Linked DNA regions of Mus musculus: region 1 is linked to region 2. The links are chromatin contacts, called in public capture Hi-C maps. All regions are on one chromosome and are shown on one strand. The core of a region is the stretch at or near the end of the contact, and the rest is flanking DNA. Distances in the headings are between cores, read along the strand shown. Region 1 has its middle 53 kb from the start of 4930449C09Rik. Region 2 overlaps Pvt1 (Pvt1 oncogene).

Region 1 (4,909 bases), core at 929-3,428, 1.6 Mb before region 2:
ACCATGATTTGAGCTTTGTTCTGTCCCATCACACGTCCTCCGTTGGCACACTGCTTCAAGGCTTATTAAGAAGCATATCTATTTATTTTTTATAAGGCAATATCTAAACTTCATTGTTTCTACCTCAGCTCTTTTGCTTGTAGTTTCACTTCCCAATAGACTCTTGCTGTGTTCATCAGGGTGATGGTAAGTAGGCGAGGCAGGTGTTAGAGTGATTTCCCTTCTGCATCAAGGAGATCTAGGAGGGCTACTTAAGAGAGTTCCTCTCCTCTCTTCTGAGTGCTCTTTGAAAAAGAAAGGATTGCAACCAATCCTGCCTCTCCCGTTTTGGTTAGCATTGCATTCTTTTTGGATTAAGGGTGTCCAGTTTCCTTGGGAGGAACAAATATGGCCATCTGAGTGTGTAGAGTGTAAGCCCATCCAGCAAACTCCTCAATGGGAGTTCCATGGGATGTGTTCTCACCTCATTGGGTTTTTTCACTCCGAGTCTTTTATCTATGCACACAGGTGAAACAAACACGAGGACAAGGAAAGATCTTTAGGAGCTTTAGAAGAAAGGAAGGGAGAAAGAAAGGAAGAAAGAAAGAAAGAAAGAAAGAAAGAAAGAAACCAAAAGAATCCATCTCTGAATTTGTTTGTAATATAGTTTAGCAAGTCACAGGACCAATGACAAAAGAGCAAACACTGCTTTCCCTGATTAGTGCTGTGGGAAATAAAATTGGATGCATATTCGGAGAATTTTCTAGTTTATTTACTATTCACTTTCTCATTAATTTATGAATCAACATTCACTCGTTCATCCCTTGGGTGGGGGGGGCTGCCCTTTTCTGAAGAAAAAATGAGGAGGACTGGATGTCAAGGGAGTAGGCAGGGGGTGGTAGTGGTAGTGGAGGGAGGAAGGGGATGTAATGTATGAGAGAATGAATTAAAAATATTAAGTAGTCATACACAGGACTAGTGTCTATCACATTGAGACAGGGTCTCTCTATATCCCCGACTCTCCTAGAATTCACTATGTGGACCAGACTTGCTTTAAACTCATGAAGATCCATTTTGCTTCTGTCTCCTGACTGTTGGGATTAAAGGCATGCCCTACCATGCTCAGAAAGCTCTAGCCCTTTCAGAGAGTTGACTTCTGATGTAGACAGTCTACCAGTGTAAAATTAGAGATCCGGTTACAGTTTTCAAGGGATAACTTTGGACGCTAGAAAAATTTAAGTAGTATCAGATGAATAGACTCTAACTTAATGGAACCTATGATCTGGATAAGGCTTAAGGTTAAAAAAATATTAAATGAATACTAAGGAAAAAAATCAAGATGTGGAAACAAAAGATGGCTATTTGGATGGATATTCATCTGTGTAATGGGGTGCTATAGATGATGCAAAGTATATTAACTTTCTCTGTGTGTGCTCTTTGTACATATGTTTATTCCAGTGTGTACCATGTGTGTATACAGAGGCCAGAGAAGGGCTGGTGTCCTGTCCTCTCATTCTCTCATTGAACCTGGAGCTAAGCTGCTGGTGAGCTTTTCCAGAGGTTCTGACCCTGCTCCCTCTCCAAAGCTGGTGTTATAGAGGCATGGTCTGCCAAACCCAGGTTCTTGTGTGTGTGTGTGTGCTAGAAATTTGAACTCAGGTGTTCATGCTTGCATAGTAGACACTCTTAGCTACTGAGTCATCTCTGTAGCCCAAAGGCATATCATTTTAATGAATAGATATCTATTCTATATAGTATTTATGTCAAGTATACTATAAAACACATTTGAGATTTTCATAAAATATACTTGAAGGATCATATATATGCATACATGTAGAATGTAAATACTCAGGTTGGTTATCTGATTTGAAAGTAATTGCTTAATTTTTCTGCCACATTTTTTGGCCTTATTTATATTGTCATTATTATTTTTTTTTGGAGGAGGATATGTTTTAATATGTGGTCAGTAAGAAAACAGCCAAAACAAATTATTCTTTTAGTTCTTAAAGGAGTTAGACAGCAAAATCAATTGTAGTTCAGATGGAAGGAATCCCAGTGGCCTTCAGGGAAGAGGTGGCCTCTTGGAAAATTAGTCTTAATAACAAAATGACCCTTAAATAGTGAGGATGGGGAAAGAGGAAGTAGCAGCAGGAGGAGGAAATGCCCCTGGAGCACATGCTCTGGAGTGATGTCACTACTGAGCTCTTAATTCTAAGTGTGGCCAGCTGCACGAGGTGGGCGCCATCATCACCTCACTTAGCAGAGCAGAGTGTCATGACTCATGTTGCTATAAATCTCCAACCCAAATAAGCCCGGGCAGTGAAAACACAACTCAATTAATATGAGTACAAGCTGTGCGCCTAGATTGGGCAGATCTACACTACCATCTTCCCCATGTCAGAGACCTCTTATAACTTGCGGTTTCTCCAGGCCATGTGCTTCTACTCTACTTTCCTTCTTCTTCCTCCTCCGTCGTCCTCTCTCTCTTTCTCTCCCCAAATCTTCAGCTCCGCCTCTCCCTTTTTCTCTGCCTAATCACCGGCTCTAGCTCTTATTTATAAATTAAGGTGGGAAGAAGGTTTGCAGGAAATCACCAGAGTGCTGACTCTTTCCTTGTTCGCAGCCCCTTAGAGAAGAACAGAGTTAATATCAAATACAATTAGCCTCAGGGCTATCTGCAACAGACTCTGGTAGGTTAGATGACTCTGCAAGGCAAAGCATGAATCTGGAAGACAAAACCAATTTGCATACTGGCAATTGCTGCGTTTCCCAGCTGGAATAGTTCATGGCTTGCTGGCTGTCATTCATATGTTGAGACATTGTTTATGTGTGGTCTGTGAAAGGACTGGACTAGGAGTTTGTAGGGCAGTGGCCTCTTCATCACTGTTGTCTATCAGTGTAGCCCTGGGAGGGCTCAGTAACTCCGGTAGTGTTTACTTCATGAAGTGTTTGGAGAGATTCAAATGAGACAGTAAGCTTGCCAGGCCTTTGTAAACTGTGCAGTCATGTCAAGGATTGTTTTTTATATCTGAAGATTTTGTCATAGTGGATTTCTTTTTCCAAGCCAGGTAAACTTGATTTTTAGAATTGTCAATGGCACTCCTGCAAAGAAAGAGACACGGTCTAGAAATCTGTGTAAAGAAGCGGGAAAATGCAGAGAACTTATTCCTTTGATGCTTATTTACAACCAAGTGGAGATGAGACAGTTGACATGGGAACCAGCCATTCAGGAGAGCCTTGAGATTTGCATCTAAGTCTAGGTGATGCCAAGCCTCGTGCTTGGATGAGATGGTTGAGGTAGTGAGTGTTGAGAGAGGAAAGGAGGAGACGCAGGTATGAGCTCCTGGGGTCTTCACCATTTGAAGTGATGCTAACAGCCTTCCATCCAGTTGATGGAAGTAGCATCATTTAAGAAACATGGCTTTAATTTCCCCTTACTCCAGCCCTGGAATAGAGTTTACATGCTAAGAGAGGCAAGCCGAAGAGGGCGGAGGCTGCCACATGAGGGGAAAGAGGTGTTCAGATCATACATACCATGGCTTCCAAATTGGTACCCAATATTGACTCCGAAATTCTAAACAGGGGTAAACTGGCCCATGCAACAGAGGATTCCACTCTCTGTCTAGGAGGGTTTATTGATGTTCTTAAACTTAAAAATCTACCATAAGTTGAAAATACAATAAGTTAAAGTGAATTTAGTAATCAAAGTTACCAAGCATTATAGCTTAACAACCTGGGGCACTAGAAGCAGTTGTCAATCTCCCCAGCCAGCTAAACTTCGAGTTGCCATTCAATATCATTGCCTAGCACTGAAAGAGTATTGTACCATGATCATGGACCACTGAGTGCATATATTAGTTAGTGCAAGGCTATACTGAAATCAACATACAAGACCACTAGAAGTGTATATAGAAGTGTATATAGATTCTGGATCATTATAAAGCAAAACAAAAATATTAGTTGAACCTCTATATGCTGGGCACTGTCTGTTCTTCAATTGAAACAATGCACAGATGAGTTCTAGTCCAGGGACATTCTAAAAAAAAATAACACAGAGTGGATCAAAGCATGGACTGTAGGAGATACAGATCTAAAACTCTGAGAAGAGAAGGCACTCAAGTCCCAGCCACCGACTAGTGACTCTTGTTGAACTCTTAGCTTTGGTGTCATGAGCCCAAGCAGCAAAGGGAAATTGAGAAAGTAGGTCTGTGTACTTCAGCCTGGAACTAGGAAAGATGCTGATATATACAACAGTACTGATGGGGGCATTCTGCTGGGTAGAGTAAGCCAGCCTCAGAAGAACATGCGCCATGCTATTAACTGTAAAGATAGGACCCAGAAGCAGTCCAAATCATAGAGACAGAAAGTAGAAAGTGGTTTGTTGGGCAGCTGGTGAGAGAGGAAGAGTTATTATAATTTAAGACCATAGAGCTTGAGTTTGGTGAAATGAGGAGTCCTGCAGACCTAGCTGTGATGGTTGCAATGGAATAGGATGCATTTACTATCACTAAGCTACGTGCTTTTAAGAGTAGTTAACGTGACACCCTTTCTATAATGTGTAGTTTGCCACAATAAAAAGAAAACAGAGGAAACCTAGTCCATTTCACACATTTCTGTGCTGCAGAGAACATTGCAGACGTTTCCCTCTTCCATGTACTCTTATTTGGACTGTCACTAGAAGGTCCCATCCTCATTCAGGATGGGTCTTCCTGTTTTAAATAACTTGATCAATTTATTTCCTTTTAGGAGTGGCCAGTGGCTTGGTTTTGGTTGACTTCCTGTCCAGTCAATGTGATAACAAAAGTTAGCCATTCAAAGGATGACTTATTAATGAGTTAATAGGCCATCTCAAGAGTGGCTCTGCCACAGAAGGCAATTTGGCGAAGACCAGTGGTTCTCAGCCTTCCTAATGCTGTGACTCTTTAATACA
Region 2 (4,786 bases), core at 1,322-3,821:
CTTGACTTCTTTTAAATCTGAAGCTAGCTGAGCATGATGGTACACTCCTTTAATCCCAACCATCAGGAGGAAACAGGCAGGTGGATCTCTGAGTTCAAGGCCAGTATGGTTGACAAAAGACACACACAAACATGTACTTATGTAATCTAAAACTAAAAGGCTCTCCTTTTGTCTTTAATGATAGACACTAGCCCAGACAATTAATTTCATTGGCCAGTGAAGTAATGAGAGAATGAGGTAAATGCAGTTGACTGTGCCTCTCAACCATAGCGTTGTGCTCTAAACCATCCCTCCCCCGCCTCCAACCCCCCCCCCCACACACACACACATACACATACACATACACACACACACAAGGATATTCCTGTAGATTACCTATGAGGACAAACAACATAGCCAGAGAAGTCCCCTTGCAACTTAGAGAGTCTGTAATTGCAAGAAATCTAGAACAACCTTGGAAAGGCTTTCAGCAGATGATTTCATACACAGGGTATCTAATCCAGGGGTAAGTGAGCTGCTCTCAGGGGATCTCTGCCACAAGCAAGTGAGAGGCTGGACTCTTAAAATATGCAAAATGGGCCAACAGCACCCTGGAAAGGGATGCTAGGAAGATGAATGAGATGCACAAGCTTAGTAACACACACCAGTATTTAAGAGGCTCAAGTCAGGAGAGTCTTGAGTTTATGGCCTGCCTGGACTGCACAGCTGAACTAGTACTAGGCATGGTGCAAATACCTGACCCAAAGGCCAGAAGGCTAAAGTCTTAGAGGACAACACAGCCGTGGCGAAGTCCTGGGCCCTGACACCAAGGGAGATGGCTTTAACTGGGTTTCTCACACCAAAGTTAACAAAAAGGTAGCCAAGATTATCGAAATGGGAAACAAAGGGCTGAGGGTGTACATAGCTTCAGTGCCTGTCGAACATTCCCAAGGTCCTGGGTTTGATCCCCAGGGCCATATAAACCCAGAAATAATGGCACATAGCTCTAATCTCAGCACTTAGGAGGGAGAGGATGGATCAGAACTTAATGGTTGCCTTTGATTACACAGTAAGACTGAGGCTATCTAATGATGTGTGACATCCTAGAGAAAAAGCAATTATTTTACTAAATGATTTTATATTATGGGACAAGACACTCTCAAGAGAGATGGAAGGACAGCCCAGAAAATAGAAAGGAAATATCAAGAACTATGTATCTGAGAGGGAACTGACATCATGGAACTTTTATAACACAATAACTACAATAGTAACAAAAGATTCTCTGAAAATATTCGGGTATCCAATGGGTACATAAAAAGACACTCGTCAGTAGTCATTAGAGAAATGCAATTCAAAGCAGAGTGAGACCAGGCAGATGGTGCAGGAGGATGGCAATGTCAGAGACCAGCCTGGGCCAGTCACTTTCACAGAGATGGTGTAAGAGAGCAGCCAGAGTCCTAGACTCCAAGTTGAACAGCAAGTTCCACAGCTGGCAGGGAAGTGAAAGTGCTTAACAGATAGACTTTCAGTCTGAGATAATGAAGAAAGTTCTAGAAATAGTTAATAGGGAAGGCTGTGCAATGAATGTACTCCAAGTCATTGAACTGTATTCTACAGAAAAAAAAAAAAAAATGAGCAAAAGAAAAGATAGGGTGGGTGAAGAGGCTAGGGTAACGGGAAATAGACTCTTGCTATGATACCCAAGCTGGCCCTGAGCTCACTCGGTAGCCAAAGCTGGTCTCAACCTCTTCCTGCCTTATTTCCCAAATAGCTTAGCTTTCAGGCTTGTACCACAGGGACTGTGGCCTCCACCATTTGTGAGCGTGGAAGAATACTAGGGAACGGGGTTAACATCTGAATGACACTGTATTAGAGTTGTGACCAATACAAAGTAATGGCAGGATGCGCTTATCTCCCTTAAGGTTTATTCTCACTTTTCATTTATGTGTCCTGTGCACATCCGTGTGAATGTACATTAGATGCACAGAGGCCAGAAGAGGGTGTTGGACGCTCCCAAAGCCGGAGGCACTGGCAATTTTGAGATGCCAGATGTGGGTGTTTCCGACAGGACTTTGGTCTTCGCTAAGAACACCAAACATTCTTGACCGGTGAGCTTCCTCCGCAGCCCCCAGCTTGTGACTGTGTTAATGACACAGTTTCCTCCTCTTTGCCCTTTCTCTCACTCCACCTTTCTCAGAGACAAAGGCTGGGACCTTCCAGGAAGAAGATTCCTCTTTACTGTCCCTCTGGACAATCTCGAATACCTCCGGGTCCACGTCAAGCTCCACTCCCTTTGTGTCCCTATCCAATTTCCTCTTACAACTCGCAGGAAGATGGTAAAAAGCTCAATAAAATGGAAAATGATTTAAAAAAAAAAAAAAAAAAAAACCCTGCATAAAATGACATGTGGCTATTCTCCTCAGGATGGGAAGTTGGTTTTTCTTCCTCAAGCAACCCTGCTACAATCTCTTCCTGTCTGTGGAGAGAAATGTGACAGTCATTCTGATCTTCCAGTGAAATCCTCACTCAGTGGCTAAGCAGCCAGCAAGGGAAAGGTCACAGAGCAGTTGGGAAACTCATGATAGCCCACGCAACAGGAACAAAGAACCGGCATGTGTTGAGAAAGCGGAGAGGGAAGAGAAATGAGCAGGCCTATGTAGAATGCAGGAAGTGGTGGCTTTTCCAGCTCTGTATGGCCTGGAAGTTGAGGGGAGACTGAAGGGAGTGGCTCAATTCTAGGCAGATAACTCTAAGGAAAGATCAGTTAACTCTGGGTCAGGAGATGTCAGGTGGCCAAAATAGCATTCAAGTCCACTGCCATGCAAGTAGAGCATGCCTGCCATGAGTGCTGTTGTCTGAAGGGATATGGGGATACAGAGTCATGGCCCAACAGAAGGAGCTACGTCAACCTAAGGGGGGAAGCCCTATAGCCTGAAGGCTGCAATCTACTGGCCCGAAACAGTTGTTCCTTTGGCCTGGGACTTCCCTTAAAATCTGAATTGAACATACTTGAAATCAGGAGAGGGTTTGTTCTATCTCACTTTGTGGGGGGCAGAGTGGGGGGTGCAATGGTTAACATTCATTGTCAGCTTGACAGGATCTAGGAGCATCTAGGTGAGCCACCTCTGACAAAGCCTACGAAGGAGTTTCTAGACTGGGTTAGCTGAGATGGAAAGATCTACCCTGAATGTGGGCAACACATTTTCAACCGGCTGAATTCTAGGACTTACTGACAAGGAGAAAGGGGGCTGAAAGCAGCGCTCATCTCTCCGCGTCCTGACTACAATTGCAGTGTGAACAGCTGCCTCATGTTCCTGTTACAGTGACGTTCCCACAGTAAGTGACTGAATCCTCTCAAATGTATCCCCCAAAGCACCCTTTCCCCCTTAATGTAACTCCATCAGGTTTTTGACTGAGGCAATGAAAGAAAGTAACTAATACAGTCTCACACCGTACAGTCCTAGCTAACCTCAAACTTACGATCTCCCTGCCTCTGCCTCCCTGATGCTACCACACCCAGCAGAAATCAAGCGTTTTTTTTTTATATTTTAAAAGCTCCCTCGTCGTATTCTTTCCCCCTTGGTGTAGTGGGGATGTTGAAGAGTAAACCCAGGTCATCATGTGCTCCCAGCAAGTGCTGTACTCTGACTCTGTCCCCCAGCCCAGCCTTCTCTTTGAAAGACAGAAAGCTCTGCTTCCGCATCTTTGTTAGCAAGAGTAGGAAGACGGTACTGTCAAAGGACAGTTGCTCCTCCTAAGGAAGACTGCAACTATCAATGTCTCCTATTGTACTGTAAGTTCCAGGTGCACCTGGGATATTTGCATCTAATTTGCTCATATTCCTGAGAGGACTTGGAGCCCTGCAGGGGTATGATGCTTCTGCAGCTCATACTAAGGTCAGCACTCAGAAGCTGCTAGAGTTAAAGATTGCTCGCTTCCTGGAGGAGGTGACCTTTACACTGCATCTTAAAGCCAACACTGCAGTTCCCTCAATGAGGAAGTGGGAAAGCATCAATTCTTATCCCAGGACCAGACTGGCTAAGGGTCATGCAATTGTGAGGCATGAAATTCAAAATCATCGACAGAGATAAAGCTTCTGGAAGAATCCAATCATCCCAATGATTTAGACCTACACTGGCTGACTGTTTCTGCTGCTACCCAAGCCGGGGGCATCCTCAGGGCAAAAGGACGCAGACTCTGAAGTTCAGCAGGGGAGGGTGTGGAAAGCCTATATACACCATTCACTCAGTAATTCAATAAACACTCACCGTGCGCCTATAGAGAGCAGACGCCCAATAACAATGACAAACCATTAAAAGCTTTTTAAGTACATGATTTTAAGTCCAGTTTGCAGCCAGCCAGAATGTGCTTCTCCTAGAGAAAGGATAAGAAGAGGACAGGGATGTTAAGATGCTCCTTCCTGAAATAAAGGAAGCGAAGCTGAGAAGCAGAGTAGCAGGATTTAGTATCAGCTCCTCAGAGCTTCCATGGACCGTAGCTTCACTAACAAGCTGAGAGTGTCCGCTTGCTTCCAGATGCACTCTTAAACCCCCTCCTTGTTAGCCGAGTGTGGTAACTCACACCTTTAATCCCACTCAGGAGGCAGAGGCAAGTGGATCTCTGAGTTCAAAGCCAAGCTGGTCTACAAAGTGAGTTACGGGGACAGCCAGGGTTACAAAGAAGCCCTGTCTCAAAACAAGCAAGCAAGCCAGGCGTGGTGGCGCACGCCTTTAATCCCAGCACCTGGGAGGCAGAGGCAGGTGAATTTCTGAGTTGGAGGCCAGCCTGGTCTACAAAGTGAGTTCCA

The links. Capture Hi-C pulls out chosen DNA fragments and counts their contacts.
Region 1: a capture Hi-C map of bone marrow-derived macrophages shows a contact between it and region 2, with 12 times the contacts expected there. The contact joins two enhancer-like sites. A contact is called at or near these places in 2 of 484 Hi-C or Micro-C datasets (embryonic fibroblasts and myeloid progenitors), 1 of 115 datasets of contacts at active chromatin or transcription factors (T-cell acute lymphoblastic leukemia) and 2 of 9 other capture datasets (bone marrow-derived macrophages and embryonic stem cells).

The regions. Positions count from the first base shown.
Region 1 is chr15:63,663,005-63,667,913 of GRCm38.p6, reverse strand. No RefSeq gene overlaps it. Among named protein-coding and RNA genes, the nearest start is that of 4930449C09Rik, 53 kb to the left of the region's middle. Within about 2 kb of position 2,178, at least 16 of the 459 cell types and tissues checked have an H3K27ac peak or open chromatin away from gene starts, as enhancers often do. A contact at or near this core is called in bone marrow-derived macrophages, where this site is marked.
Region 2 is chr15:62,054,361-62,059,146 of GRCm38.p6, reverse strand. All of the region lies in intron 1 of Pvt1 (Pvt1 oncogene), which reads right to left. Among named protein-coding and RNA genes, the nearest start is that of Pvt1, 19 kb to the right of the region's middle. Within about 2 kb of position 2,571, at least 71 of the 459 cell types and tissues checked have an H3K27ac peak or open chromatin away from gene starts, as enhancers often do. A contact at or near this core is called in bone marrow-derived macrophages, where this site is marked.